2 separate regions of the Canis lupus genome follow, and region 2 is linked to region 1. The links are chromatin contacts, called in public Hi-C maps. All regions are on one chromosome and are shown on one strand. The core of a region is the stretch at or near the end of the contact, and the rest is flanking DNA. Distances in the headings are between cores, read along the strand shown.

Region 1 (3,493 bases), core at 699-3,198:
CTTTTATAGTGTTTCTTTAAATCTTTCTTGGTAAAAAGCTACAAAGCAGGAGGAAAGGGTGAGAGTCAAAGCCTGCTGATTTACTGTTTAATTATATCTTTCCCCCCTGCCCCTTAAAATTTTATAACAGAGCAGGGTTAACATTAACACCCCAACCACAATAAACTAAACATATTTTATTACATACTTTATGTCCAAGATGAAAATGAAGATATAATAGTGAGATAATTTTATGCAGAGGTATGGTGAATTCTGTGTGACTAGAGGTAAGTTAATTTTGTGTTCTGCACTTCAGTTTTTAAAACTATCCTTAATAAATATATGAATAGCCAACTTTTACTGAGTATTGATTACAGTACTAGGGCTTATATAAAATACCTCCCGTTTTTTCCTCATTTAATACAGCTAAACATATTTCTAAAAATGAGGAAATTGAGGATGAAGTGACTTGACCAAGGTTATCTAGCTCATTAGTAGTGGAATACCTTTTTGGGATAAATCATTGTGGTACCATTTCAATCAAGGTATCTGATAAGTGCAGTGTTTTTCTAGCTCAACTCTCCTGGAGAAGAAAAAAAATTATATTGGCCGTGGTACACTTATTCGTAAATATATCAATGCCCACTCTGTGCCTGGTCCTGTCTTAAAGCCTGTGGCTATAAAGCCGAGTAAGTCTGCAAGGCATAGAGGTTAAAAAAAGAGAGAGAGAGAGAGATTAAGACATATCAGACAGGCAGACTTGGGTTGGGCTCTGCAAAGCAACCTTAGACAGGAACGGTCTAGCCTCATCTGGAAACTGGGGAATTTATATTGATGTTTACTCCACAGTTATGCTGGGAAAATTAAGCGAGATAATGAGTAAAGTGGGTGGCATAGCACATTGCATTCATGAGATGCTCCTTAGAGCATCCTTAGTGCATTCGTTAACACCAGGTTTTATTGTTATTATCGTTGCTAAGACGCAGAAAATACTGTAGGTGAGCTCCCTGATCAGGGAGGGGAAAGAGATACTTGAACAAGATTTCCTGTCCAATGTGATAAGAGCACCAGAGAAATCAGGGACCGGCACGAATGACTGCACAGGCCGGGTTTGCAAAGGTTTCGTGAAGGAAGTGAACTTTGGGCTCGTGCTTTTAGAGACAGCAGAATTTCTCCAGGTGGACCGGGGGGTGGGCATTCTGGTCGTGTCCGGACGCGCTCAGCGAGGTGTGTTTGCGGAATCTCAGGGCTCCAGCGGAGTGGAACGTTCCAGTGCGGGGGAAAGAGGAGCGGCGAGAGCGAATGGAAAACCAACCGGTACTGGGAATCTGGGGGGGCTGCGCCGGGAAAGGCTCTGCCCCGGGAGGCAGCGACGGGAGGGAGGCTGGGGATCGCGAGGTGGCGCTGTGGCTCCATGTAAGGGAGGACTCGGCGGCGCGCGGGCGGCCTCCGAGAGGCGGGGAGGGCTGTGTCGGTGGCTGTGGCACCATCTTCATCAGCCACCAAGTCGTGACGGTGATGGAGATGATACAAACATAAGCAAATAACCCGGAAGCGGTCTCTTTCGGGACACACGGCATCAATAATCAGAAACTGTCCGCGAGGAACAATTAGGAGCTGGGAGCTGCCCAGCAGGGACCCCTGCGAGCGCGGTCCCGGTAATTGGCGCGCCCGGGTGGGAACCGGCCTCTCCAGCCCGCAGCCGGGCCGGGCGCTCACCCTCCGCGCCGGGCGCGCCCCGTGGAAGGCTCCCCGCTCCCCGCAGGCGCAAGGAGCAGCAGTGTCGCCTCCCGCCTTGGGGAGCCCGGTCCGCACACCTGCCTGCGCCTTTCCTTTCCTCTCACGGGACCTGAGATTTTGGGGACTTCTTGGCTAGGTTTCACATGCACACATGGACAAACGAACCACGTGTGAGCTCAGGCTCGCACAAAAGTGTACGATGCTCCTGCACACATAGTGTTCCTCGACACGCACACCCACTCACATGTATGACACACGTCTCCACGTAACACATGCACCCACTCTACACAGGCTCACGTGTACTCACGCTTGCGTGCAACAATCCTGCTCGACCAAGTGCGCGCTCTCCCTGGCACACTCGCACTACCCAGGCCCACAAATATGCAGCCACTCTTTATACAAAGTTGCACGCTCACATCACCCTCATCTCGCATCTCGACGGCCGACAAAGACCTCGAAGGGTCGAACGGTGAGTAAATAACTAATGGAGTGTGCTTCAGAGAACATGCAAGTGCGAACTTTCTGTGACCCGGGCATCTCGAGCTCCTCTGCTAAACTTCCCTTTCCTTATCCTACCTTCCGGGAGCAAGTAGGCCTGCGTCTCCCTCCCTCCGCCAAAACCTCGCAGGCCTCAGTTTCTTCTTTTTGAGTCTGCACTACTGAAGAGATGCTAATTTCTAAACAATCCGGTTGCTCCCTTCTCGATTCCTGGGCCCCCTTTCCGCAGCAGGGGCGGGGGCCCTTCGCTGATCCTACTCCAAGCGAGACGGTAGGAGGTTGGTGGGGGAAGGGCCAAGGGCGGGGTATGGGGCGCGCCCCAGGATAGCCTGGGATTAGGAGACCCTTTCCCGCGGTGTCCCCCACTGTACTCCCCGGCTCAGTATAATTTTAGTTTTTCGCTGTCTACGGTCAGGCTAAGGCCACATGGTCTTCCTCTATTAAAGCGCATTCGCGGGTGTACAGATCTTTGCCCTCTGATGGGCGTCGCAGGCATCCCCGAAAAGTCTTGTTTAGTCAGGAGGAATTAGACGACTCTGCAGGCGCCAGGAGCTCTAAGACGTCAGCTGGGACTGGGAGAAGCGGCTGACTGGAGGTCACATAGCGCTCGCGGCAGGGCCAGGGCTGGGGTTAGCAGCACCCTGGTGTGCCCTGTCTGGGACTGCCCGGAGACACGCGTGCGGGTGTCTGCCCGAGGGGATGCGCTCCCAGGGTAGCACTGGAACTTTTCAGGACAGGTTTCCCCTCCTCCGTCCCTTCGGCTGCCTGCCCTCGGAAAGCAACCAGCGCCCAAGCTCCTTTGTCATGCGGGTTACCCGGGGGCTCGAGGGCCGTGGAGATCTGCCCTGGAGGCGGGGCGGGGTTGGCGGGGGGCGGGGGGGGGGCAAGGGCGCACCAGGGCAAACTCCAGAGATAAAGTGCCACCGCGGCTGGGTGGCTGGTTTGGATCCTAGGCCAAGGGCACAGACTGGGGAAATCTGGGCTCGGCGTCTTTATTTGCAGTGAGGCTGGACAGGTGGTTTCTTTTCAAACATGAGACGTCAGTTTCCTCACCTGTAAAATGGGGGGTGGGGGTGGGATCTTACCTGCCTTCTTTGTCTTGTGGGAATTCAGTGAGTTTATGCCCGTAAAGCCTTCAACAAATGTTATCTATTATTATCTGGGGACCGCCCCAGGGGAAACCCGAGAGAGTCCGCAGGCTGGATCCGGGAAAGATTTGTTCGAGCTTCTCGCCCCAAACCCTTGTCCTAGCCGTCCGTGGGTGTCTTTGTTCCTC
Region 2 (3,493 bases), core at 337-2,836, 840 kb after region 1:
GAGCTGGGACTCAACCATCTGTCTGTCTTCTGAGCTCACATTCAAAAAATATTTATGGAATGAATATGTGATTCTTAAATCATTATATTATCCACACAACCTCACTCCTGCTTTAGTTCCAATGCTCTAATTTTCTGGGGACATTGCATTCTGTCTAAAACCCCTCCAGGCTTCCCAATTTGGGAGCAGAGTCTTCTTCTGATACCCTAGGCCAGGCCAGAAGTGGGGGTAACTCTATAAAGGGTTACATAGTAAATATTTTGGGCTTTGCAGACTGCATATGGTCTTTGTCACATGTCCTTCTTTGTTTTCATTTTTGTTTTTTACAATCTTTTAAAAACATAAAAAATCATTCTTAGCTTGAGAGCTCCCTCTGACCTTGTTCTAGGCCCACAAACCTCGGAGTCATATTTAAAATGTCCCTTTCCCACCTCCTGTTCATCATAAAGATCTTTAGTTTGGGGGCTGCTTCTTAAAATACCCTTTACATTTTTTTCAGCTCCCCCAATCCCTAGTCCAGTTTCTTACTATCTCAGGCATGCTTTGGTCACTAAAATGGCCTCCACTACTCTTCAAAGCAGTACACATGTCGCTGCTAGATCTATCTTCACAGACCCTCGCTAAAATACCTTCAAAGCTAAGCCCCTTATTCTGCATTCAAGGACTGATACCCCAAAACACACCCCCCCCCCACACACACACACAGGGTTATCTGATCTTGAATAATAATACAAAGAACAACTAGCATTTAGTGAACATTATTATGAGCTAGCCACTCTGCTAGCTGCATGGATCATCTCCTTTAGGTGCCATCAGAGCCCTATGAGATCACTGTGACCATGAGCCCAATTGTACAGACGAGTAGCTGAGGTTCCTAGTTTACACAATAAAATGGTAAAAACTAGAAACCAAATTATGGCTGTCAGACTGCCAAGGCCTTCCCTTAACATCCATCCTGCATTGTCTTCAACACGTCCTCCCCCTGGCCTCCCACAGCCAGTCCCACCAAGAAACATCCTCAAAGGAACCATTGATTCTGGAGATGGCAAGCAGGTCACCTGCATGATACACACCTCAACTCTTAGCCCCCAAAGGGGAGCAATTGCCCTGGAAGAGTAGCTGGTGCCTCTGAACTTAGAGCACCATAAATCGAGCAGGAATGTCCCTCGGTACAGACAGCAGGTTCCATCTGATGTCCCCCATAGCAAGCTGCCAGCCACCAAGTGGGCAGCTCAGAGCAGCTGCATTTCAAAGCAGCAGACCAGGGCAAGCAACCAGTGTATGGACCAACCACTCCGCAATTTTCTTAAAAGCCACACTGTGTTTCCTGGACAATGGCCACAGGCCAAAACACACACATTCCAGGTTTTATGACTATAAGGTAAGCATTCTTTTAATGGTTCCTTCCCTGTTCCCTCACTCTCACTTGTGCTGAGTTTCGCTTCTCCCATGTCCTGGCTGCTCTGCTCTCTGCCTCCCTTGCTTCCACCCTTCTGCTTCAAAGCTTCCTTGCCACTGTCTCCTGCCTTGCTTTTCTGCAATGTCCACATCGCAGCGGTCTTCCCCTCCTTTCAGGCCCTTGGTCAGGTTCTCTCTAATGACTAGACTTCCTCTCCCTCTGTTTTCCTGTTTGCCTGGCACAGCCTGCTTCCCCTGCCTGTGCAGTTTCCCGGCTTTAGCACAGACTTGAAAGCTCCACTGCAGCTGCCTTGTCTTCCCCTTCCCCCCACCCCCTGGTCCACCCTTTCTCCTGCACCACAGCTCCTCTATATGGCCCTGCCCTTTCTTTCTGGACACCTGGTCCCTCATGTCCCTCTTGCCCTTCCCCACCCCCTTCACCCTTCACCTCTGGTCTTTGTTCCCTTGTCTCCTGTCTTTTCTCAGCCCTCCTCTCCCTCCTCTTGTGTCCCCTCCTGGTTTCCATCCCCCCCTTATCTTTGTTTTCCTTCCTTCTGGCTGCTGATAGAGTGGGAGTAGTTGCAGGCTGCGGCCCTGATTTCACATGCCGACCCGGATGAAGCCAGCCTGTCAGTCTAACGCTAACATTGCCCGTGGAAAGGGAGGCTCGGTCCTCACATGCAGTTTGCCCCCACAGATTGGAGCCAAGTGAGAAGGCTTCCAAGTAAAGAAAGCCACCAGGAATCTGAAGGGTCCAGCTTGGTGAACAGAATGGAGAAAGCATTGTCTTTTTCCAACCAATCTCATTCAAGTCAAGGTCAAAGACCAGAGCTGGGACATGTCATTTGTAAGTTGCAGTCTTGGGGCAGAAGCTCAGTGACACCATGCCAGCCCTCCTCACAATGCACACACACACACACACACACACACACACACACACTTCTTACTTTTTGGGGGAGCAAAAGGCCCTGTGACTTTTCAGATAGAGTGTGTGAAACACACACACTGCAATAAGAACTATAAAGGAAACTAGAACCACCACAAAAGGAGATGTTGCTGTCGGGAAAGGGTTGTGTTCCAGCCCCTCTACATCTTGTCCATCAGGTCTCCTCAACTTGGGTTGTTCCTGTTTCCTGGACTGAGCCCCGGTGGAGCAGAGCCGGTGTCTTTCCTTAGAGGACAGCGCCATCTAGCAGGTGAAATGCCAAACCCTTAGCTAGGAGCTGAGAAAAAAACTAACCTCCCAACCCCAGGCTCTCAGGCTCCCAGCTTCTCTTTCTGTCAGCCAGTGAAATCCCAAATGGTCTGGAATAACAAGTTAGCCCTTCACTTCGTTGGAGATTTGAGTCCATTTCCAACCATCCCTATTTCTCCAGTGCCTAACTTAGTTTCTGGTTTTGGTCTTTGTTCCTAGAAAAGGCAAGGAAGTTCTAGGTGAACCAACAAGCTCTCCCTGATGTTAGGGAACTCCGGGTGATTCCCCCTTAACAAACACAATAGAATGTTTTAAAGATACATCTGCAGAACTGCTCGGGCCACCTCTGGAATCCTGTGGCAATATTTGCTATTCTTTCCTTTTTTCCCAATTGTTTCTTCCTCCTTCCTTCCTTTCACATGTATTGAGTACATGCTGTATACCTGCCATTATGCTAAATTAATTAAGAAACAGCTCCTCACTCAAGCATCCCCCAGTCCAATGGACTCAGATGTTAGACTCTCAGATTTTCAGAATGTCTGACTTAGGACGGGATCTTTGTAATTCTAGCTATGCTAAGAGTCTAGGGAATAGAGGAGAGAAAACAGGCCTAAGACACCCTCCCTCCCCCAACACTTCTACCTCTATCAGAACAGCTTCACTTTTATTTAGATTTTACCTACTAAATGTCTGCCTAAATTTTTTTGAATAAAGAATTTTGATGCTTGTGAAGGAGTTTGAAAACATCTGCTTCAATATAAATCTCCCTCCACAGATGAGGAGATGAGATTCAGAGGAGCTCAAGGCTTACCCTAGCCCATAGAATTAGGGGAATAGTTATTCGCATTCTACTTTTCTAGCTCTTTGACAATGAAACCCCAAACTCAGTAGGTCTTCAAA

Evidence for each region. A called contact is a pair of places that touch in the nucleus more often than the background predicts.
Region 2: a contact with region 1 is called in a Hi-C map of amygdala, with 7 times the contacts expected there. The contact joins the enhancer-like site here to the promoter of EBF1 in region 1. A contact is called at or near these places in 3 of 9 Hi-C or Micro-C datasets (amygdala, blood and skin fibroblasts).

Annotation. Positions count from the first base shown.
Region 1 is chr4:52,257,620-52,261,112 of UU_Cfam_GSD_1.0, forward strand. It overlaps EBF1 (transcription factor COE1), which reads left to right and starts at 1,949. Exons shown (of 17, transcript XM_038534891.1): 1 at 1,949-2,188. The coding sequence starts at 1,964. All of the region lies in intron 1 of LOC111095570 (a long non-coding RNA gene), which reads right to left.
Region 2 is chr4:53,102,460-53,105,952 of UU_Cfam_GSD_1.0, forward strand. No RefSeq gene overlaps it. Among named protein-coding and RNA genes, the nearest start is that of CLINT1, 230 kb to the right of the region's middle. Within about 2 kb of position 1,587, at least 6 of the 20 cell types and tissues checked have an H3K27ac peak or open chromatin away from gene starts, as enhancers often do.